Linked DNA regions of Mus musculus: regions 1, 2 and 4 are each linked to region 3. The links are chromatin contacts, called in public Hi-C and HiChIP or PLAC-seq maps. All regions are on one chromosome and are shown on one strand. Each heading gives the region's core, a stretch centred on a gene start, on an enhancer-like site or on the middle of the called end of the contact. The rest is flanking DNA. Distances are from core to core; before and after follow the strand shown. Region 1 has its middle 10 kb from the start of Gm39171. Region 2 has its middle 25 kb from the start of Acsl1. Region 3 has its middle 51 kb from the start of Enpp6. Region 4 overlaps Casp3 (caspase 3).

Region 1 (5,667 bases), core at 823-3,322, 400 kb before region 3:
CTTCTGGCATGCCATTTTCTTTCCCAGATTCTAAATCCCTGCCATTTGGAATTTGCCATTGTTTCCTGTTAGCGATACCGGAGCCGTCACCCCAGAAGGAACAAAGGTTAAAAGAAGTTTGCATTTTAAAAATGGGGGCTGAGGACAGAGTTCTATCGGTAAAGTGCCTGCCACGCAAGCATAGGGACCTATTTGAGCTCTAGCTGAAGTAAAAGCTGGGAGTGGAGGACTTGGAGTACTAAGAGGCGGGCAGAGACAAGCTAATTCCTGGCGCTCAATTGGCCAACTAGCCTAGCCAATCAGTGAGCTCCAGGTTCCATGAGTGACCCTGCCTAAAAGAAGGTCAGGTGGAGGGGCTGAGAGATGACTCAGCAGTTAAACACACTTGTTGCTCTTGCAGAAGACCAGAGGTTTTCAGCATTTTCTGACCTTTGAGGGTACTTGCATTCATGTACACACACACACACACACACACACACACACACACACACACACACACACACAGTTTGTATTATTACTTTTGTTGTGAAATCCAAAATTGAATGCAGCCCAACACCTTGACTGCACCTCAGGCTTAAGCAGTATTCACTGTGCTTTATGACAATATTGTTATAATTCTGACTTACAAAACACGTGTGTGTGCATGTGTTTCATGCACCCTAGTGCTTGAGGATGCCAGAGGTCTGAGTTGCTGTAGTTTGTACGCCGTCTGCTGTGGGTCTTGAGAACTGAGTTCCAGTTCTCTGGAAGAGCAGCGAGTGCTCCTAACCTCCAAGCCATCTCTCAAGCCTGGCACTGGTTCTTAGGGCTGAATAATTCTATTCCTCTTCCAACTGAATATTTTTAATATAAATCTTTTTTTTTTGATCTGTTAATGCAACACAGAATTCCACAGAAAAGATATGGAGTCTAATATGCTATTTTCCTGGGAAAAAAGCATGCATCGGGCTGGCGAGATGGCTCAGTGGTTAAGAGCACCGACTGCTCTTCTGAAGGTCCCGAGTTCAAATCCCAGCAACCACACGGTGGCTCACAACCATCTGTAGCGGAATCTGATGCCTTCTTCTGGAGTGTCTGAAGACAGCTACAGTGTACTTACATATACTAAATAAATAAATAAATAAATAAATATTTTTAAAAATGCATGAATTATGGCATTTTGTGTATCTCGAGATCTCCTTTGTATCCCTATTGCTAAGTTTAAACTAGCATTTCTTTAATAGTTGTTTAAAGTCTAGAACTAGAGTAAAATTTAGACATATGGGAAGCCTTTCATCACCCTGGCCTTCTGCTTGTCACCAGTAGCACTTCTGACACTTTGTTTCCTGCCTGAGCAGCTGGACTGGCAATTTTGTTGTGCTGATGGGAAACAGAGAGCAGTTTAAGTTAATTTTTTTACTTGAGCAAGAAGTAGGTCCTAGGCACAGGCTATAATCTTATTACTCTGTGAGGACTGAAAGTTCTGGGTCAGCCTGGGCTACAGAGAGAATTCTAGACAAGCATACAGCATGGCGAGACACTGATTCAATAAACAAACAAAGAAACAAACAGGAAAGAAAAAGAAAAACAAAGAAGCCTACCACCAAAATTAAAAATAAAAAAGAAGAGGAGGTGGAGGGGGAAGGGGAGGGGGAGAAGAGGGAAGAGGAAGAGGAAAGTTTGTAGAACCTAAACCTTTGCAGATGGTTCTGAGTACTCCACGCCAGGCAATCTACTGATTTTTGCTGTCTCCCCAGGCTCAGGCTATTTCTGTAGCTTTAAGGAAGAGATACGTATTGATTGTACAGCTATTTGCTTCCAGTCCTGCAGGATCTAGCCTGTCTTTAGTACACATGACAGAACCAATCAAGCACGGAGCGCTATCTTAAGATACAGTTTGTCACCCAGAGGGAAGAAAATCGGCAATAAAGACATGCAAATCCCTCCACTGTGATGCTGTCAGGCATTGTCAGAGGGGCTGGAAAGCTACCGAGGAGCCCACTTCTGTGTCAGCACCGAACAGGTTATAGTTATAGCAAGAGAGAGGAAGTGACATAGAGAAGCAACCTGATTGGCCACAGTCAGCATTCACCTTATATGGGCATGGCCTGATCGGCAGCAGCCAGGACTGGGAAAAGCCTGATGGCTGTGATTGGCTGAAACCTAGTTGCTTGGTTACAGAGGTACAATCTTAGGTTAGGCATTGTACTTCATTGGGAGGCTGCTTTGGGACAAGGTGTGTTACGCAAGTACAGTTATAGGTACCGGCTGTACTTATTTGTTTAATCATAATAAATCAACCTTTTAATGTTGCTGATTCGATTCGAACCAACTCTGCACTTAAGAGTATGTAAAATACTAGGTGGTTAGAAGAGAGACAGTGGAAACAGTGACTCCGAGCTTGTAAGTTAACATGACCAGAAGTAGTTTGTCTTTATACTCTGGTACACATTAGAGCGAAGAAAAAGGCCCCTCTTTTGTTTATATTTTTAATCCTCTTGGTCAGGCTCTATTTCACCTGTTAAAGAATTGGTGGCTAGGCTTTTGTTGACTGTTTCCTGTCTAGGACAGAGGAAAAGCAGCCCAATAGGTTTCAGAGTAGATGAGAGCAGATGCGTGTTTGCTACCCATATCCATTGTATACAACGCCTGATATGCATGGGGGGGGGGGTTCCTTCTCAAAAGTCTCCATTTCCATTTGCTGACAGAAGTCTAGGAATTTCACTACAGCTATAACCGTGACACTTCCAGACGCCTTCTTGAGACTATTTGACTGCAGGGTTAAATAGTGATCTTTAAAATATGAAAACAAACTCAGTCTGTTATGTATAACATGTATGAAATTGGATAAACAAATATAATAAACAATAATAAAAATGTTGCAAGGAGGGAGGTAGAAAGGTCACACAGATAAATCTGGGAGGCTGGAACACAAGGCCACAGCAGAGAAGGGCCAGGTAAGCCGTCTCCTGGCCTGGGATGCCCTGGGAGGTTGTGTCAGATGAGCCTTCAGTGGACGTTTAGTCTCTTGTTCTTGGTCACTTTGTTATCAAAAGCAAATAAAAAATGTCACAGTCTTTCAGGACAGCCTTATTCCCCTGGTGCTTTATTGTAGGACATGGGACAGAGATGGTGACTCTGTCCTTTTATAACCTGCTGAGGAAGTGTTCCTTTTAGAGCCTTGACATCTGTTTCCCATGCCAGCCTGTCCTGTAATTAATGCTTGCCCCACATAGTCACTCTTTGTTGGTATCCATTGGAACAGTTTGTTGGCTCTGCCCTGGGCTTACCAGATAGAAAGGCGGGTGGCTTCTCTTTGGATGGTACATGGCTTATCTCCCACAGTGAGTTAAGGGGGAGGGGGCAGGAAGTGGGCAAGACTGCCAGCCTTCTCAGAGCACAGAGGATCAGAGCAGATCTAGAGCAGGGAGCTAGGCACAGACAAAAGAGCCTTGAATCCAGAGGGACAGACTTTGCTTAGTGTTTTTATTGCTGTGAAGAGACATCATGATCATGGCAACTCTTATATAAAACACAGCTTTTGATTGGGCTGGCTTACAGTTCAGAGGCTTAGGTCATTATCATAGCGGCAGGAAGCATGGTGGCATACAGGAAGACAGGGTACTGGAGAAGTGGTTGAGAGGTTTACGCTCAGATCTGCAGGCAGCAGGCAGAGAGAAAGAAAGAGAGACACTGGGCTTGGTTTGAGCATTTGTAATCTCAAAGCCCACCTCCCAGTGACATACTTCCTCCAACAAGGTCACACCCACTCCAACAAGGCCACACCTCCTAATCTCACCACTCTCTATGAGCCTATGGGGGCCATTTTCACTCAATCCATCTTTAGCTTTTGATCAGAGAGGTGTGACATTTGCATGACGAAGAAGTATGTTAAAATGCCAACTAAACCCATGCTTCCTAAGTCTAAGATTTGGACACTTTCTTGGTAAGTCTGTAATCGCCCCTGAATGGTGACTCTTCTTGGTGGTATTTGAGGGCAGATGCTAGGAAAATGTTTGAACCTCAGGTTCAAGAAGTCACAGAAACCATTGGTTAGTGAGGTTTAGTGACATCTTTAGAAAACAGAACTCCAGGTGGCAAAGAAAACCTGTCCCTTCAGATTATTTCTGCATCTGTGGGTGGCCCGGGGAAAGCAAGGACTCACTTGAGTCCTTGGCCATTCCAGGAAGGTGTTAGAGGCTCCTTTAGAGGCAAATGTAGTGACCTGTATACACACAGATGTATACACACAGATGATGTATACACACAGATGTATACACACAGATGTATACACACAGATGAAGATAGGATTGATTGCTTAGAATATTAAGATGAGACAGAGGTGGAGTTTGTTTCGAAGAGCCTTTAGCCATGACGCAACATGGGGATTATTAGGAAAAAGAGGGAGGGGAAGGATAAGACACGCCCAAGAGTGGATGTGGGCATATTGAGAGAGAGGCCTGTTTAAGGGTAGAAGCAATAGCCATGCATGCAATTTTGGTGGCTCAGTCTGTGGGTCATGACCTCTCTAGGGGTGGCGTCAAACTACCTTTTCATGTAAGTTGCCTAAGACGACTAGAAAATACAGCTATTGGGATTCATAACAGCAGCAAAATAGAGTTATGAAGTAGCAATGAAAATAGTTTTATGGTTGGGGGAGTCTCTACAACATGAGAGGTCTCCACAACATTAAAGGGTCACAGCATTAGGAAGGGTGAGAGCTGTTGTCTCAAAAGGTTCTTAAAGAATCTCTCTCCCTTACCTTTCCCCCCTCTTTTTGATAAATGAGACTATAGATTGACTTTAGATTTGCCCTGCACAAGGTTATAATGTGATCCAGTACAGCCATTGGTCATATGGTCACACAAGGGGTTTAAAATACACCTTTTATTGTAAGTAGAATTTTGTGAGACTCTTAGAAAACTGTAGATTTATGTCCGGGAAGAGAAAGCCCTTGCCTGGTCATTACACTCTCAGGTCTTAAGGGTGATTCCCTGTTGCTTTAAAGTTCTCATCTGAAACATTTCTGTATAAAGGGATTCACAGCAAATGTTCTTCATTGTGATGGGACCCTTGACCTACAGCTAGCAAGAGACTTTAGCTAGATCCTGGGGTGAGGGTGCCTGGCTCTTTCTGTGGCTCCTTATTTTTACTATCTTTCTGTCCCGCCACGCTAGTCCTAAAACTAACAGAGTGAAGCTATAGGATGCATACAGTGGCCTTGGTGGGCTGCCTTGGGCACAAATATAGTAAACATCTTTACTGCCACATGCACATCTGTTCTGAATAAAGCCTGGTTGGCTTCCAGGAGTTTATCTGTGAGTGAGTGGCTGTTTTACTATCCACGAGCATGTGCGGCTGTCTTTCCATTTCTTTCTAGTCATAAGTTATGGCTGACAAGGATATTGTTTTAAAGCATTTTAATATTTTAATCATCTTGTACTGTTACGAATTTCCTCCACATTAAGTCTTGCCTTGGCTTTTTGTACCCTGGAGTGCAGCATGGATTATCATTTATGATATTATTTCTTGGGACAGTGTATTCTACAAATGAACATGGCTTGTTAATTTTTAGTCTAAGAAAATGTATGTATAAATTTGAGTCTTTAAAAATATTTATTATGCATATGAGTGTTTGCCTACATGTTTCTATGTATGTCATATGCATGCCTGGTGCCTTCAGAGGCC
Region 2 (6,107 bases), core at 1,310-3,809, 490 kb after region 3:
GGCAGTTGGGATTCCCTCAGATGGCTATGTAGGGAAGATCTGATGTATGAAGTGGCAATCCCCTGCTTGTCAGGAGGGATTGGAGCTCTGTCAAAGAGCGCCTTAGTGATGCCCATTTTCCCACGCTCAGGTTGTCTCATAGACAAGTGGCATGGCTCTCCCTTCCTTCACACATGCATAGTGCAAGCATTCCCCACCATGGTGGAAGATGCCCTGGAATTGGCTTCCAGCCTTGATCTAGGATAATTTATAGTCACATGATCTTACATGAACCAATGAATGTGTTTTTCTATTGCTATAATGGAATGCCACAGGCTAGGCAATTTATAAAACAAGCAAACAAACAAACAAAAAACCCCACAACATTCAAAAGTTTATTCTGCCTATGCATCTGGAGGGTGGGAGGTAGGAGAGCTGGTTCTGGTGAGGACCTTTTTGCTGGTGGGAACTTTGCAGAGAAGCACAAGGCGTCACATGTATGTCAAGAAGCTGTTCCTGTGGACTGCAGTCCAGTTTGGACATGGCAGTAGGTATGAGGGCACACAGGAGTCACAGGTTCCTAGGGCAGGAGGTCAACACCTGGCATTTCCAACAGACCTGTTCTTGAGGTAACCCACTGATGGGTCAATCTACAAACTCTCCCCTGGGATCCTCTCTTAGCATATGATGGGAGCTGAATTTCAGCCTGTGTCTTGGTGGGCACATTCAACGCATTGCACCACATCTCTGAGCCTACATCTCTTCATTTTAGAACAGTAATTGTCTTACAGTGTTGGGCAGAGTGAAATGACCTCATATAATAATGTTTTATACAATGTAAACTTCCCCTACCCCTAATGCTAGGCTTCAACCCCAGGAGCTTTAAAGTGTTAGGTAAGCACTCCATTAGTGAGCTACATCCCAGCACCACAAAGCACAATTATTAGAGACAGAATTAAATTATTAAACGACAATGGTGTGTTGCTATAAAGAGGCTCTACTGGTTATAAATCTGTTAACAATACAAAATAGAGTCACCTGCGATGAGAGAACCTCAGTGGAGGAATTACCTCCACCAGACTGACCTGTTTGTGCCACATTTCCTTGATTAATGGTTGACTGGGGTCGGTCCACAGTCCACTGTGGGCAGGATCGCCCCTGGGCAGGTGGTATTGGCTTGTTTAAGAAAGCAAGCTGAGCAAGCCCTGGAGAGCACGTCATTACACAGCACTCCTCTGTGGCTCCCGCTTAAGTTCCTGCTTTGGGTTCCTACCTCAGTTTCCCTTAATGACAGAGTATAACCTGTGAGCCAAATAAACCCCTTCTTACCTAAGTTGGTCTTGGTCATGGTGTTTATCATAACAACTAAAACCAAACTAGGACAGAGCCTCCATGACAATGACAGAGATGTGCCCATCTCCTGGCCCTTATAGTTTTATACGGTACTTGATGCTGCCAGGCATGGTGGCACACATTTAATTCCACTGCACTTGGAAGGCAGAGACAGGTAAATCTCAATGAGTTTGAGGACAGCCTAGTTTATATAGCAGGTTCTAGGTCAGTCAGGACTACATAGTGAGACCCTGTTTCAATCAATCAATCAATCATCAATCAATCCAGCAAGCTAGTTCAGTATTCTAACTCTACAGTGGTCTCAGTGACCCAGCTACTGCTTGCTGTATCCACTACACTCTTGGCAGATATTTATAAAACTTTTAAAATTCACAAAGATTGGGGGAAGATGAAGATTATTCCGGAAAGGCTTAAAATTCTTTACAAGAGGCATATTCTGCAGAATGTGCGTAAGTCCCAGCTGGTGATCAGTGTGGCCAGTCAGCAGTTTCTGCTTCTAAGATAAGGGAGCCACTGGTGACTTCTGCTCAGAGACACCCCTTGGTATTTATTCAAGGAATTACAGAAGGCTGAGAGGCGCAGCGCAGCAGAGTGGATAAGCCTGGGGGGTGGGGGGAGCAACAGGCCATGCTGCCTCTCCTCAGAGACCCAGCTCCCAGACAGACTCACTCACTCTGGACAGATTCCAGAAGATTGGCAGAGCAAAGCACCTATGGCTCTGTGGGTTATTTCTAAACGGCCCGAGGAGGTGGTTAGAACTGGCTTGATTCGACGCTGAGAAAAAAAGGGGAGGCGAGTAGATGAGCTTTCATTAGAAACTCAGAGCGGCTCTGAGGATGCAATCAGAAATTAGATGTCACACTGGTAGAAGAAACCAGGGAGATAAGGGCGGAGGCTCCCAAGAGATCAGTGAGTCACACCATTAACAACCTGCCGGTGAGGAAATACATCACCCCATCTGAGAGGACACACCCCCCAGACAGAAGCCAGCCCAGCCAGGATACACCACCCCCTTTTTGATCTTATGAAGTGTTTAATTTATTTATTTATTTTTTGACAGCACCCATGGATTGAAACGGCAGGAATTTCTCCTTCACTCCCAGCCTCAGATTTGTGGGGTTTCCCTTTTGTTCTTTACTTTTGGCAATGTGACTTTGACCACCCCACAGCAATCTGTTTGCCAGTTCAAAGGGCATGTGTCTACAGCCTGAAGGAACAAAGGAGACACTAATTGAGCAGTGACCAGGGCCCCAGGGGTTCTGAAAGGGTAATGTTACTGAGAGAGCCTTGTAAGAAGGAAGTGCCCTGGGTTATGGGTGTGGCCCAGTGGTGGAGGGCTCAACTGATATACAGGATGCCCTGGGCTGGACCCCCAGCTACTGCAAAAACCAAACAAAATAGAAGATGTATTCTTTCTATAACACAGTTGGGTGGCCTGGAGGTCACAGCGGAACATGTTTTTGCTTTTGTTTTTGCAAAACAACCAGAAGAAAGGTGGCTTTAAATATTTTCACCACCAAGAAGTAATAAATGTTTAAAGAGAGAACTGTCGAACCTATTTGATCTTTATATAAAATATACATGCACTGAAAGATCATGTGGTACCTAAGTATGTGCAAATATTGTCAATTAAAAATGCAAAAATATTCTCAGTGTATGTTCTCAGGTGCAATCTACTTGGGAGGTAGAGGCAAGAGGATCGCCATGAGTCTAAGACCTGTAATGAGAGGCTGAAACACAAAACAAAACCTTTCTTCCTTCCTTCCTTCCTTCCTTCCTTCCTTCCTTCCTTCCTTCCTTCCTTCCTTCCTTCCTTCCTTCCTTCCTTTTTTCTTTCAAGATTCCATCAACCCATCCAGACCCACTCACTCAGAATGTACCAGAGTGGAATCCAGAGTCTGTGTTCCTTCCTTTCCAGTCTTCTCTGACTCTTTTGCAGACAACAGTAAGGAGCAACTAGATAACCCAAGAGCTGTCTTGTGACTCAGTGATCCTACCACGGGAAATCTTTCTCAGTCACTGCAATTTGGAAAGTTACAGCTCTTTCTTTGTCTTCCTTCCTTCCTTCCTTCCTTCCTTCCTTCCTTCCTTCCTTCCTTCCTTCCTTTCTTTCTTTCTTTCTTTCTTTCTTTCTTTCTTTCTTTCTTTCTTTCTTTCTTTTTGTTTTTCGAGACAGAGTTTCTCTGTGTAGCCCTGGCTGTCCTGGAACTCACTTTGTAGACCAGGCTGGCCTCGAACTCAGAAATCTGCCTGCCTCTGCCTCCCACAGGGTTTGGCTTCAAATTTACTATGTAAACCAGGCTAGTGATGAACTCATGATCTTCTTGTCTTAGCCTCCCAACAGACTATTCATAAGATAATAGATTGAGTTTATGTTCAGAAAAACAACAACGTGATCTCCACCAAAGAAGTGGACACTAAAATATTGGAGATGTCTTGGAGAAGCACCCCGGGGTGCTTCTGAGTTAGCAGAGTGGCTGAGAATGTTTGAAACCAGCTCAGCTTCGGGGCAGAGGGTAGGTCTGGTCATCCAGGAAACTTCTCTTTTGAGCATCAGTATTTTTGGTCGTTGCCAGTTGATAAATATATTGAATGTCAGCCTCGGCAGTAAGTATCACAAATGCCAAGAACAATGCTCTCTAACATTTTAGAGAAAGAAGACACCAAAACTGATTAAGACCATTATGGAGAGCATTGCAGTAATGGCATCTGAGTGAGCCCTTTAAAGGACTGATAAAATGTCAATGTAAGAGGACATTCTGGTGGAAGAAAAAAAAACACACAAGAAAAGATAGAGCTGTGTAGAATTTTTGCCGAGCGTGTTCATGAACAAGAAGTTCAGTTTGGATCGAGCAGAGAGGGGCTTAGTTGGGAAGAGGGATGGAGTGTCTGTTACCTTCCACTGTGTAACACACCAAAGTCGAAAGGCCTTTAACAACTGTTCTTTGCTTTGCTCATGGATTTACAGCTTGTTTTGGTTTCCCCTCAGTGTAGACCCACACTCAAAGTAGCTTCCTGACAGGGCTGGAAGTTGGAAGCCGCCATGACTTCTAATGTGACTTGTCTACAGTCCGTGCTTCCTCATAGAAATGTGTGTCTAGTGTTTTAAGAGACCCATGTTAGAGACATATCAGTATTTGTCACCTGAGTTTGGGAGTCATTGTGATCATGACTCTCCTTAAATTTAAAGAGAGGTGGTCTAACTCTCAGAGGTTGAATGTTGAAGCCATAACTGTAAGGTGAATTGGGAAGGGAGATTCTCCTGTGGGAACTCTTGAAAGTACACACAGCACCGGGTAGAGTGGTACATATCTGTAATGCTAGCACTTGGGAGGATGACAATATCAAAGTTAGTTTGGGCTACACATCAAACCCATCAAAACACAGGAAAGTTAAAAAAAAATCACCGATCCTCTCAAATGTAAATGAGAATAAACTGTAATGGTTCATTAAATAATAACATTTTTTTAACACACATAGTATTTGGGCCGGGGATTGTAGCTCAGTGGAGGAGAGTTTGCTAAGCATATGCAAAGGCCTGGGTTCAATCCTTAGTATTACCAAATCAATGCACAAAGGTCCTCCTAGAACTTCATTCTCTGTCGAAATGTTGCTAGACTTGACAAAGCAAATGCCAAATGCTATTCTTATTTTGCAAATTAGGAAACAAACTCAAGATGTAAAGTGAAAGGGTCCTCATGACTTTTTAAAAACATTTAATTTATATTTGCTTATTTTATATATAGGAGTATTTTGCTTTTATGTATGTCTGTAGACCACAGAGATGCTGGCTGGTGCCTTCAGAGATCAGAAGAGGGTGTTTGATCCCTGGCTCTGGACTTTTGGATGGTTCTGAGCTGCTATGTGGATGCTGGGAGCTGAACCTGGGTGTTATCTGACAGACCAGTGAGTGCTCTTAACTGCTGAGCCTTCTTTTTGCTTTTTTATTAAACAAACAAACAACACACTTTTTGTAATTTTTGAGATTATAAAATAATCAAATCAAGCCAGGCATGATGGCACTTGCTTTTTAATCCTGGCACTTGGGAAGGAGGCAGAGGCACGTGGATCTCTGTGAGTTTGAGGCCAGCCTGGTCTACAAAGGGAGAGTCTAGGACAGCTAGGGCTACATAGAGAAATCCTGTCTTGAAAAACAAAAACAAACCAAATTAAAATCACTTTCTCTCTTTTTTTTTTCTCTCCAAATATTTCCATTTGTCTGGCCTTGCACTCTTTCTAATCGTGGACTCCATTTCATTAAGTATTATTACATAGGAGTGTGTGTGTGTATGTTTGTGTGTGTGTGTGTGTGTGTGTGTGTATGGGCACTTGTGCAAATGTGTGCACATGTGTACGAGTGTACCTAAATAATGAATACAACCTGCTACATTCTGCAGCTATACTAATGTATTATCAGACAGAAAACTAATGAATGTAAAAGTATTTGAAGGGAGTAGAAGAGGAGTCTAAACTGAGAATGTGAGAGGACACTGTGTGTCCACCTGCTGCAGGAGGCTCCTGTAACCCAGCTCTGGATGCTGCAGGGCCCGGGAAATGATGCTACTCCTGCAGCACAAAGTACACAAGCATCTCAATGTTGGTCTCTAAGTCTGTTTTCCCACTAGGAGAACACATGTGTCTTAGAGAACTAGACAACGCTGAGATAGCAGAAAGGGGGAAGTACAAGAAGGCCTTTGAACTTCTAGGTGATAGTGTTGGTTAAGAAAGAAATGAAGAATCAAAAGGAGGAGGAGGAAGAAGAAGAAGAAGAAGAA
Region 3 (5,817 bases), core at 2,687-5,186:
GACAGCACCTGACTCTTTTCTGGTGCTCTTCATTTCTCTTTGCAGGGGTGAATGTTTGCATCTTAGCACTGAGCTAAAGGAAGGGGAATTAGCCTTATGAAGAATTAGGTTTATATGTATTCCATATGGGTCTCATGTTGGACCAGACTTAAAATCTGATCTTGCACCAACTTCATGATGTGCTGTGCTTCGTCAAGCCCATGCCACGCATCGTTGGGCCTCTCCCAAATGGAGGACACCTCGAAGTCAGAAGCCTCTTAATAGCTAATTCTGATGTTCATGGTGCCCAAGGAACAATCGTGCCACCATTGTCATGGCTCCCAAATGCTAAACTATAAAGATCTCAGCAGCACTGCTGGAGGCTCTGAGAGCTGTATCAAAGCCCTCTTTAGAGCCATGAGAACATGCTGTTGTGAGAAGGTGGGGGTTGGGGTGGGCTGAGCAGATGTGCTCTGCAACATTTCCAAAGCAGGGAGCAGAGCTGAATGGTTTGATGTATTTGTAAAGTCTACCACAGAACTAGACCCAGTGGGCTTTGTTTCTCAATGAGTTGCTTTAAGAAAGTCCATCACCATTTTTTTTTACAACGAAAACCAAAGAGGGCAGTGTCCTCACGTGACCTGAAAGCCATTTATCTAACCAAGCTGATGCTCACCTGATTTGCATGTCTGGATGGGGACTTTCATCTTGTGGACGTTGAATCTCACCTTAGAGATTTTTCTCCATCAATTGCAATTGTTTGTGTTCAACAGAAAAGGTAACTCTACATGTGGGACGCATTGCCCTGCAGGACACTAGCCAGTTTCCTCACTAACCTAGGGGTCTTGTCCCAGGATAGTTTTTAATGCCCTATATCCCCTGTTCCTCCTCGTTGTCCTCTGCACCAGCTTTACCTTCCTACTGGTGGCTCACTACCCTTGACATGTGATCCATCCGTTGCCAACATGCTGAAAGGCATATAGGTACATCAAGAACCAAGCCCACATGTTTTCAAGGGGTGCTGCTCTGAAAGTGAGGGATTTTCACCAGTGTTCCCTTTGTCAATGTATTTTACTGGACAATTATATAATTAAAAATATAAATCCAAAAGAAATCAATAAATCTAAAAGAAAAATTCTAAGTGGTTAGCAAGCATTGTACTATAATTTAGTTGGGCAGTACTCAAGCAAATCTAACCAAAGCAGAAAAATAGTTAAAACAATCTTTATGGGAACCAAAAAGGAGGAGGGGGGAAGAGGAGGAGGAGGAGGAGGAGGAGGAGGAGGAGGAGGAAGAGAAGAAGAAGAAGAAGAAAAGAAGAAGAAGCAGCAGCAGCAGCAGCATTGGTAGAAACTCAAAAATAAAAACTGAACACCTCAAGAGCAGTGAGGTCTGGACTACCAGGCCAGTTCATTTGGAGGGCACAGACTTATAAGAACAATGGATACTAAAGTCTTATGTGTATTGCTGGCAAAAACTATAAGCAAGGATCAGTAAGAAATTTAGCAGCCTTCAGTTGGATTGAGTAATAGTTTCTTTATAAGGTAACCAACCTTTTTAAAAAAAATTCCAGTAGTAATTTTTTAATTCTAATAGTAATAGTATTACTATTTCTGTGTAATGTTTCACAGCAATAGATATCTGTTTAATGTTAAATATACTATTAGAGATAACTTATTCCATTGAAGACCCTAATCATGAAATTAATGATTTTAGTCTCAAATGATTTTTAATTATTTACATTTAAATAATGTTAAGCTGGAAACAAAATATGCTTATCTTACATAGCTTTATATAAAGTTAATAAATGTTTGGCAAGTGTTTTATTCTGATATGCTTAAAAGGAAATCTGAGTATGAGAAATTTCCAAATGAAACATCAATATTTGAGACTATCTCATAATTATCTTAATAAGACTCTTTAAATATTTAAGTATATTCTCACATCTTTAATTTCTTTTCTAAATAGTTAAGTTTTGATTAATGGACTTCCCAAATAGTAAAAATGATTGAGAATGTTCTTTATAAAAAAAAATAATAGTGTTTGGAAACTGAACACCAGGCCTGAAGGATCTGAGCCTGGTGGTTTGGTCCAGTATCCCTGCTACTTAGGAAACTGAGACAGAAGGATGGAGAGTTCAAATCCAGCCTGGAAAACTTAATAAGATCCAGCTCAGGAAGTCAAATAGTGGCCAGAGTGTTGGCTCAGTTGTTAAGAACACTGGCTGCTCTTCCAGAGGATCCAGGTTCAATTCTCAGCACCCACAGGGAAGTTCACAAACGTGTAACTCCAGTTTCAGGGGATCCAGCACCTTCTTCTGCCTCTCAGACACACATGTGATGCACGGGCAAAACACTCACATACATAAAATAAAACAAAAATAATGATGAAAAATTAACCAGTCAAAAGAGGGTCTGTGGTAGAGTGTTTGGTATGCAGGGGGCTTGGGTTCAACTCGCAGCATAGAAAAGAAAAACAAAGAAAGAAATCCTTCAAGAAGAACTAGCTTGTTTTTATTAAATTTTTGTAACGAACACCAAATAGGCTTTGAATAATGGTTTCTCCTGTGGAAGGACCTGCTGTGAGTCCACACTGTGCACACAGCAGGGAGCATGGCCCAGGTCACCATCCAGTGAACGTCCCTGCTCACTTAGTAATGTGGGTAGCCATCCTGTGGAGGGTCCCTTCCCGGTCTCACTTTCCTTTCAACCCTGTAGATTCCAACACTTGGTGTCAGTATTGCCCCAAAGCCAAAACAGGATCAGGCTGGAAATTAAGAAAAACCCGAAAAGCTCTGGAGTGTGTTTTCAGATTCGAAGGCAGAACAGCGAACAGGAACCCTGTGAGTGCCATCGCTAAGCTGGTGGCTGGTCCCGCAGGAGCCAGAGCTGCTAGGGAACAGATGGGGAGGGCCCTGAGCCTGTCTGGGACAGGGGTTTGGCACTCTGGCTAAACTGATTGCCCCGCAGCTATCTGGCCCTCCTGGAGCTTCTTTCTCGCCCATGCTAGTACCCGCTTGTTAGGAACTTCCTGTGGTCCATCCTTGTCGTAGTAAATGCTTGGTGCCCACGGGTATGAGGGGAACAGCACGTAAACAAACATACGCAATAGAGAAAAAATGAAGGCCAAAGGAAAGCAGGCTGGTTGACGGGTTATGGGTTCTAGAATCATCCAGACACCTGATGTCCTCTCCCAGCCACTGGGCTGTCTCTTTCTTGTATTTCTTCCCATTTGCTGCTGCTCCTCCTCCTCCTCTCCCCCCTCCCCCTCCATCTTCTTCCTCTTCCAACTCCTCTACTCTTCTCTCCCCTCCCCCCTCCTCTAAATCATACTCGAGATCCAGGTAAATTTATGTTTGCTGCTTTATTGCTTTTTTTTTTTCCTAAGCCACAACTGCTCAGAGCTTGGGATGTCTATCACTTCTCACCTAGGTCTACACCAAGCCCGGTCCCCCTCTCCCTGGTGTAGAAAGGGTCCTGTGTCACCCAAGCACCTGTGCCTGCATTGGGAGAAGGCAAATGACACCTTCGTCATTTATAAATGCTGAAACCACAGTGCCCCTTTCTTCCCTCACTCCATTCCTCTCTCTCTCTCTCTCTCTCTCTCTCTCTCTCTCTCTCTCTCTCTCTCTCTCTCTCTCGTTCCCACGATGTTAAATCCATCCTGCCTACGGGATTTTTTTTCCCACTAATTGCACCACCTGCTTAGTTTTCTACCATTCTTCCTTGGTTTTCAAGGAATCACTTGCTTTTTTGTGTAGTCGTTCATGGGATTCAATACACGTGGCCATTTTCTTGATAGGAGCAAGAGAAAGGTGTGGACAAATCTTACCTTGGGGCTTTGCCTTGCACTGAGGAAAAGAACTGCGGCTGGGATGCAGCCTGTGGCTTATCCACCCCAGAGATCCGGGAGCAGATGTGAACTCTGCCCTCTAGTGGGGAAAGAGGGGGAAAGCCGCTACCCTGACCTCACCAAGACCAGACCACATCTACACCAATGGGAACCTCCTGAAGGATGATACACTGTGGATCCTTACGCCAATCCGCCAATCCTAATTTGGACCTGAATTTATGCCCAAAGGATCCATAGGAAGAAGTAAAGACGGGATTTTCTCTTAGGGGTGCCACCGACCCTCTGCCTCAGTGGGGAGATGCCTCATGTCCCGCTGCTGTGACAGAATGCCTGAGATAAATCAATGTAAACACCAGGTTTATGTGACCAATACTTTCAGAGATTTTTAGTCTACATTTGTGTCGGGTCTCGACTCCCCAAAAATGACAATCTGGGTTCGGCTCAGGCTTACTTGGGCCAGGTCAACACTTAGCATTCCTTAGAAATCTTGTAAAATGGGTTTCTGCTTGCCATGAAAACTGTTACCTTCTTATAAGCTCCTGCAGTCTCCGGAAATTGCATTGAGTTCCCTATTAACTTAAACAGTTCCCCAGTGGGTCAGAGCCCCATGCTCGTTCCCAGGCCGCTCCAGCTAACCCACCCTCCACCCGCTGCAACATGTCTCCTTCTAACTGGCAGGACTCTGCCGATATCCATGCTGTTTTCTCTGAATCCCAGGAGACAGCCTTGGTGGTTGAATAAACTGTTTTCCTTCACCCACAGAGCTGTCTAATTTTGGCAGTTTCACTTCGCCTTTGCTTACAAGTAGATGACACACATTGGTTCTAGGATGACGGAGGATGTGGGGGCGGAAGCAAGTGGCAGAAGTTGGAGTGGGATTCGCCTCATGGGAGCTGAGGAGCAAAGAGACAGAAGAAAACATTGACCCCCTTTAAGGACACAACAGCCTAACTTATTTTCACTAGGCTCCATCCCCTAATGATGCTACTATCTCTCAAAAGTATCAGAGGCTGATGACCAAGACAGCCATTTGGGAATATTGAATTTCCCAGCCATGAAAACAAATAGAATCAGGAAGTTGATAGTGCTTATAATGAATGCAGGGTTAGCTGAGAGAAAACTCATGACAAATATTAACATCCGTAAGCACGAGAGCCATTGACAAAATTTAAAACCCAAAGAAGGGGCCCAACAGGTAAGGTTTAAATAGCTTCCTCATAGGTGAGAGGCAAGTGGGGGGATGTTGTGGATAGTTTTAGAGATCCTCTGAGTTTTGAGAACGGAGAACAAGCCTGGAGAACAGTAGATGGCAAAAATTCCTCAGCATAGCAGCTGAGATGCGGAAGTTTGCCTCTGCCTCGTGATAAGTTGATTCTTCTTTGGCTGATGACATTTGAGTAAGTTTCAAGGTGACTTTGCTCCTCCTGGGTGACTCTGATTTTTTTAGGCAGATAATGGACTTCATAGAAACCTTCTCTAGTTGCCCCACCCCTACCTGTTCTGTTTATCCAGGGGCTCCTAAAGTCATCTGTACAAGTATCTTTTTTTTCCCTGAGCCCCAACACTTCTGTCCTTGAACAAAGGTCCTTTTCTGCAGTTCTTCTGGATTTCAGGTATTCTAATATCTCATGGGTTGATTATTTCCATCAATGATATTGCAGACAGTGATACTGGACCTTTCAAAAAATGTTTGACTTAAAGACCTGGACTTTGGGCTCTGACACCTGCTCAGGAGTTGAGTGCAAACAGTGCAGCCATTGTCTAACAATCTGCTCATTTCCCTTTGCAGCTGCTGTGAACATGTTATCTGTGTTATTTAGAATGTTGCTATTAATCATGAGATCCCCTTAGTGTATTTATCTAATTTCTTGATATTGGACAGCTGTGGCAACTTTTTAATATTTGTGGCACCAATTAACACAATGATAGACAGTAGTGTAGCTTAATCTTTATAATCATTTTTTAAAAAAAATTCTTTCAAATTTC
Region 4 (6,461 bases), core at 711-3,210, 290 kb after region 3:
CATGGTGACAGGTTTAGTCCATATTTTGTGCGTGTATGTGTATGTGTGCGTGTGTGCGCCTATGTGTGTCTGTGTGTATGTATGTATGTGTGCTCATTAGATAAAACAAAATCCTCTTTGGGGTCAACTATTTCAGTTTTTCTATTCTGTTCTTTGTTTGATGATGTAAGAAGGGACCAGCTGGGATGGAAAGAGGACATGGATTAAGCAGGTCACAATTTTGCATTATACATTATTTCCGCTTTTCCTCTTTTCTTTCTTCTTTGTTTGTCTTTTAAAGGTCTCTCTATGTAGCCCAAGATGACCTTGGTCTTACAAGCCTCCTGCCTTAGCGTCTTTATTAGAAGTGTGCCTCACTAGTCCTGGCTTCATATTAAATGTCTTATGTATAAAGAAACAATATTAGAAAACATTTTTTGGCTATATACTGAAGTGGATCAATTTTGATAAAATGGCAGAAAATAAAATTGGAAAATGGAGTAATTCTGTATATGAAAAGACTTAAATATTTAAATTATTTCATTTTTAAAGCAGATGGTGCTGGACCACTGTGATATGCTCACCTCAGGAAATTTTCAGTAATTTTCCATTCCATGGTCTCAAGCAGGAGATGAGAGCCATAGGCATGAGGGGGAAATAAGAGGGGAGGGAGGCAGGGTAAGATGGCGCAGAAATACAGCACCATTCCAGTGTACACACAGTGTTCAGCATCACACCAGTAACCAGGCGGCTCATCCTCACAGATGATAAACTCTGAACACAACCTACTCTGCAAATCCTGTCCTCGGTCCTGTCCTTTGGATCTGCGACAGAGCATGGTTAATCTTCATTGTCAACTTGGCTGGATCTAGAATCACCTAAAAGTATCTCTGTATGTGGGAGGCGCTTCCAGAAAGGATTTAGTGAGGAGAGACCCTTCAATGTGAGTGGCATCATCCCATAACCTGGGGGCCCAGATTGAATAAAACATGCAGTGTATAGACAATGCATGGGACCTATCTGTACAATGTATGGAACCTACCTGTACAATGTATGGAACCTATTTATACAATGTATGGCATGTCCTGGTCTCCCTTTATCTTATCACAAGACCCACCAGGTACAAGGTAATGCTAAAATGTCTCCAGGGGCAAACTGGCCATCATTGCTCTATTATCTTAAATGGAAAAACTCCCTGAAGCCAGAAGAGGAGAATGCCAACCTCATGATTAACACTCTAGATCCCACCAAGAACCACCTCATGATTAACACTCTAGATCCCACCAAGAACCCAAGAAAACAGCTGCTCTTTCCCGTCACCAGGCGGCCTGTGTATCCTGAAACGCCTTGTACCATTTTCAACTCTTCTTCCCAAGTAAATCTATAATCACAAGTTCCCTCAAGTCCAGTATGAGAAACATGATCTCCCAGCCCCCTACTTCCTGCATACAGAAGTCTTAAACTGCTTAGATTCTCCAGAGAGATAGGAGTGACTTCTGATGTTAATAGCAAGTCCCTTTAGCTCACACCTAAGTTTATGCTAACGGTAGGCAGAGCCATAGATCATCTCAGTGAAGGCTGCTGGGACTGGCCCATCCTAGCTCTGACTTCTGGGGAAGTAGAGTTGCTGGGGCCTGAGTTCTAGAAGTCCTGATGAGCTTCAGTTTCCAAGTGGTTGAACAGTTCAGAGTAGGGGTGGGGGTGGGGGTTGAGGGGGGACACTCCAAGAAAACAAGGAGAATCTGTGTCCCTCCCCACCACACCTAGCCCTGCATTTCCACATTCTTCAATCGTATTAGTTAACAAACTGAGTCCTATAACTAAAGAATTCTCCTGAGTTCTGGGAGGGAGTCTAACAGATAATTGACACCAGGAAGGAAGTGGGTATCACAGATTGAATGGAAGGAAAATACCCTATCTACCTACCTTAGTCATGTGCCTTCTTTTCCAAAGTCAACACTTATTTCTTCACTGTAAACTCTGCTTCACTTCTGACTCAGACAAGCCATTTCCGACCACAGACTCTCACAGTTGGGTCTATTGTTCCACAGCTCCCACCGAGGATCAGAAGTCGAGGAGTTAGTTAAGAGGTAACCACGGAACACTACACCTGTTTCTTGGTAGCTGATTCTCCTGGTGTTTGAAATGATCTTTAGAGGTTTACTCCATCTTTTAAGCTGCATTTGGGTTCGTCCCCGCAAAGCAGAAACTAAGTACAAGGGAACCGAACCAAATTGCCACAAATATATTATAACAAAGGGTAGACCACCTTGGGAAATCTCAATTTGTTTATAATATCATTTTCTTAGTGAGTTTGCTTCTCTTTTTAAAGAGGATCATGGGAAGGACTAGCCAAGAAGAGATCTGGTTCACTATGGTTTGGAAGGGAACAAATGGTCACCTTACCCCTCTGAATATGCCATCCATCTCATGAATATTCATGCAACATGTTTTTGTTTGTTTTTTGTTTTGTTTTGTTTTCTGAGACAGGGTTTCTCTGTACAGCCCTGGCTGTCCTGGAACTCACTCTGTAGACCAGGCTGGCCTCAAACTCAGAAATCCACCTGCCTCTGCCTCCCGAGTGCTGGGATTAACCACAGCACATGCTTGGCATGGTGATGCATGCCTATACCTCCAGCACTTGGGCGATACTGTCCAGTCTGGTAGGTGATATCATAATTTATATTCCTCTTATTATGATGGGAGATTGGGTTATCTGAACATAAGGGGTATATGCTCTCTTTGTTTACACTTGCTCTATTCACATACATGGCCCAGTTGATGGTTTTTATCTTGTGTATGTGTAGGCCAGGTGATAATGGGACTGGTATCATTTCTCCATAGCTGAGCACATCAGCCATGCGTTTGCCATGGAGACTAGGCTGGTTGACCAGTGAGCCTCAGGAACTCACTTATCTCCATCACTGCTGGAATTATAAGCGAGCATCACAATTCGGGTTTTTTTTCCTTTTAACATGGATTCTGGGGATCAAGTTCTAGTTCAGGTTCTTGTGCTGGCAAGGAAACTGCTTTACCCAGCTAACTACTCCCAGACCCATAGCTCCAGTTGTTTTCTTTGTACTATCTCAGACCTCTTTATATAGATAGTATGGAAATTACAATGGGCTAGCCTTTTCTCCACACATTAAAGAGCTAGTCTTTAAAGGTTTAATTTCATGTATATAGGTATTTAGCCCACGTGTATGCCTCTGCACCATGTGCATAAAATTCCCAAGGAGGCAAAAAGAGGCAGTTGGGTCCCCTGGAGCTAGTTACAAAAAATTGTGAGCTGCCATGTGGGTGCTTGGGTTCAAATCCAGTTCTTCTGAAGAACAGCCGACGCTCTTAACTGCTGAGTCATTTCTCCACCACCCTATCCCCTGTTAGAAAGCAGCTAGACAAAAACATTCGTGACACGCTCCTCCTTGTGTACAGGAGTTCCTTGATCCACTTTTGACCTTCACTTTAGAGAAGCTGTGGTTATTATGTAAACTTTGGAGGAGCTGAGTCCCCACCCCTTCCTGTATTCTTTGAGTATATTCTACCTATTTCTTTGGGTTTAAATCCTATCATATCAGAGGTTCTTCCACTTGCCAACACCTTAACATATTAGATTAAGGCCTTGTTGCATCCTCTGACTCTCTCAAATTAGACTGTGGGTTAAAATTATTTTAACTTTCACTTAGTTATTACAACAGCAAAAGTATTGACGACGACAACAACAACAACAACAACAACAAACCCTCAAATACACTGATAATTTTAAATCTGAATTTATGTTTTGAAATAAAATTGCAAGGTAACAAACTTTTATAAAATTGTCACATGGGAACACACTTTAAAATACCATCACATGCTGCATTCACTTAGAAAGCGTTAACAACAAAGCCAGTCTAAACAAGAATCTATCCGTTACAATGTGAGTTCCTTCCTTTCTTTGTGCAACAAGGAAGCTTAGGAGAAATGCTGCGAGAGCCAGCAGTGACTCAGCACCCCCATAAGGAGGCCAGGAGCAGAGCACAGTCTCCCTGAGGATGGACTGCAGCCCGCAGCTTCTCCACATGGGCTGCAGGGCTATTGCTGGATGCTTTCCAAGTCCTGTGTGCCCTGGCCCTTTCGTTTCTAGCACAGTATAAATATCACCATTATTTTTCCTTTCTTTGTAAACGTCAACAGAAAAGTCAGCATGCTACAGACTCTGGACATGGAGTCCAGTGAACTTTCTTCAGACTCTCAGCCCTCTGGGAAAGCCTTTTTGCAGAAGTTTGTGATCTGGTTCACTTTCCCACGTGGTAACTTGGACATCATCCACACAAACCAGAACTCACAAGGGGGGTGGGGTGAGGGGTGGGGAGTCCAGCTGGCAGGCCTTTTCTGAAGATGTGCCCATGGCTCTGCCAAGTCTCTGCTCTGGCTCAAACCACATTCTCTCCAACTACAGTAGATTTCATCTCTCCTTTTCTTAAGCTCTGTTTGACAACTGGTATTATAGTATATTCCTATAGAATTCCTGTACTTCATTCTAATAATCAACCATTTGAGGCTGTTACATAACAGCTCTTGAGATATTTTGCTGGTCTGTAAGACCGAGCTGATTTGTATAAGGATAAGTAAGAAACAAATGCTGATGGATTTTAGCACCTTGCCTTCAATGAGTCAACCAAGTTCGCACACGGTTTTCCTCTCACATAAATACTCAAGTTATTTTTGTTCCAGTAATAAAACATGATTTTTTTTTTTAAAATAACAAATACGTGTTGTGGACAACTGTCACAAAACCAGTAGCTATAATGCATGCTATGGTGGTCCAACTCTTCACTTCCATAAATCAGGTCCAAAACAAGGGTTCCAGCCTTTGACTCTGCTCATGGATTCAAGTTCTAAGACATTATCATTTGACATTATTGTTTCTACGTTTAACGAAAACTAGAACAACATTCTTAACATGAGTGGGGAGTATAAAATCATCAGTGGAAAAGCTGTACTGCTTCAAAATGACTTCAAAATTCATAGTATCGCCAAATCTTGCTAATTATAAAAGGGCAACTTTGTAATTTCATCTAGGATGATAGTACCATCATTGACAGTTACTTGCTCCTTATTAAATTAAATTTCATTTCAACTACCTGATGTCGAAGTTGAGGTAGCTGCACTGTGGCTGGCTGCATTGCTAGGCAGTGGTAGCGTACAAAGACCAGGAGGACCGTCAGATTAGATTTAAATGAGAGTCTCCCTGACAGCTTTCTCATTTGGCATAACAAAACAGAAACACGCCCCCCCCCACCCCCAATCATTCCTCTAGTGATAAAAGTACAGTTCTTTCGTGAGCATGGACACAATACACGGGATCTGTTTCTTTGCGTGGAAAGTGGAGTCCAGGGAGAAGGACTCGAATTCCGTTGCCACCTTCCTGTTAACGCGAGTGAGAATGTGCATAAATTCTAGCTTGTGCGCGTACAGCTTCAGCATGCTGCAAAGGGACTGGATGAACCACGACCCGTCCTTTGAATTTCTCCAGGAATAGTAACCTAGGAGGCAAAAATACGAAGGACTGTATCTTCTATTACACCACAGCATCACTCTGGAGGAGTCTACACATTTTCATATAACCAGAACGATCCAGACAGACATAAGCTTCCTCAGTCTTAGAAGCCACACAAAGGAAAATAATTAGCAACCCTGGACTCCAGACCTCACTGCTCTCTGCTGGAAAAGAAAACGCAGATCAATCAGGACTGACTACTGTTGGTTTCCCGAGTTCTACTTTAGGGTCTCTTTCCCATAGGTCAGGGCGAAGAAGAGGAAGACACAGACCGGACAATACCAGGTTGTGCAAAGCTATGCAAATGGGACCCTGTAGGTAACATGGTGTTTCAATCTGAACTCATCTGTTATGAATACTGGCTCAGGCAGGAAATAAACTGCTTACATATACACACACTTTAAAAAGGTTTCTTTGCTTATTCATTTTATGTTTATGATGTCTCAGCCTGCATGTATGCAAGTGCCCTGTGCCCACGCAGATCAGAAGAGGGAGTCAGAACCCTGGAATCAGGGTTACCCGTGGTTGTGAGCTACCGTGCGGCTGTGAGCACCCGAAGCCAGGTCCTCTGCATGAGTAACAAGTGCCCTTAACCACTAAGCTGTTTATTAGAGATGTACACTTTAAAAAAATGACATTAGTTTGCCTCTGGGGCAACTGGATGAATAAAACAAATAGTATTCAAAAAGGCCCCCCCCCATAGGGTTTTTGTATTTATTTTCAGATTAACTACAGGATTCATTGTGTTTAGCTTAGAAGTACACTGCTTAGAAGATACCTAGTGGATAAAATAAACAAGATGAGTATATTTTATTTGTTTAATAGATCTATCTATCTATCTATCTATCTATCTATCTATCTATCTATCTATCTATCTCTCTATCTACTTATTGTGTGCATGTAGCTGTGCATGTGCCAGACAGTACACATGGAACTCAAA

Evidence for each region. HiChIP or PLAC-seq counts read pairs in DNA pulled down with a chosen protein or histone mark. A called contact is a pair of places that touch in the nucleus more often than the background predicts.
Region 1: a contact with region 3 is called in an H3K27ac HiChIP or PLAC-seq map of trophoblast stem cells, with 3 times the contacts expected there. The contact joins two enhancer-like sites. A contact is called at or near these places in 2 of 115 datasets of contacts at active chromatin or transcription factors (embryonic stem cells and trophoblast stem cells).
Region 2: a contact with region 3 is called in a Hi-C map of the N1E-115 cell line, with 3 times the contacts expected there. The contact joins two enhancer-like sites. A contact is called at or near these places in 2 of 484 Hi-C or Micro-C datasets (CD4 T cells and the N1E-115 cell line) and 1 of 115 datasets of contacts at active chromatin or transcription factors (pancreatic cancer cells).
Region 4: a CTCF HiChIP or PLAC-seq map of CD8 T cells shows a contact between it and region 3, with 10 read pairs. The contact joins two enhancer-like sites. A contact is called at or near these places in 2 of 15 datasets of contacts at CTCF or cohesin (CD8 T cells and the NIH/3T3 cell line), 3 of 484 Hi-C or Micro-C datasets (Th1 cells, bone marrow-derived macrophages and cranial neural crest) and 20 of 115 datasets of contacts at active chromatin or transcription factors (the 230-238 cell line, CD8 T cells, T-cell acute lymphoblastic leukemia and 13 more).

The regions. Positions count from the first base shown.
Region 1 is chr8:47,330,781-47,336,447 of GRCm38.p6, reverse strand. It overlaps a transcript of Stox2 not described here. Among named protein-coding and RNA genes, the nearest start is that of Gm39171, 10 kb to the right of the region's middle. Within about 2 kb of position 2,072, at least 169 of the 459 cell types and tissues checked have an H3K27ac peak or open chromatin away from gene starts, as enhancers often do. A contact at or near this core is called in trophoblast stem cells, where this site is marked.
Region 2 is chr8:46,442,558-46,448,664 of GRCm38.p6, reverse strand. No RefSeq gene overlaps it. Among named protein-coding and RNA genes, the nearest start is that of Acsl1, 25 kb to the left of the region's middle. Within about 2 kb of position 2,559, at least 66 of the 459 cell types and tissues checked have an H3K27ac peak or open chromatin away from gene starts, as enhancers often do. A contact at or near this core is called in the N1E-115 cell line, where this site is marked.
Region 3 is chr8:46,933,195-46,939,011 of GRCm38.p6, reverse strand. No RefSeq gene overlaps it. Among named protein-coding and RNA genes, the nearest start is that of Enpp6, 51 kb to the left of the region's middle. Within about 2 kb of position 3,936, at least 83 of the 459 cell types and tissues checked have an H3K27ac peak or open chromatin away from gene starts, as enhancers often do. A contact at or near this core is called in CD8 T cells, the N1E-115 cell line, Th1 cells and 6 more, where this site is marked.
Region 4 is chr8:46,636,965-46,643,425 of GRCm38.p6, reverse strand. It overlaps Casp3 (caspase 3), which reads right to left. Exons shown (of 7, transcript NM_001284409.1): 7 at 3,728-5,507. The coding sequence ends at 5,278. Among named protein-coding and RNA genes, the nearest start is that of Casp3, 23 kb to the right of the region's middle. Within about 2 kb of position 1,960, at least 98 of the 459 cell types and tissues checked have an H3K27ac peak or open chromatin away from gene starts, as enhancers often do. A contact at or near this core is called in CD8 T cells, Th1 cells, Th17 cells and 4 more, where this site is marked.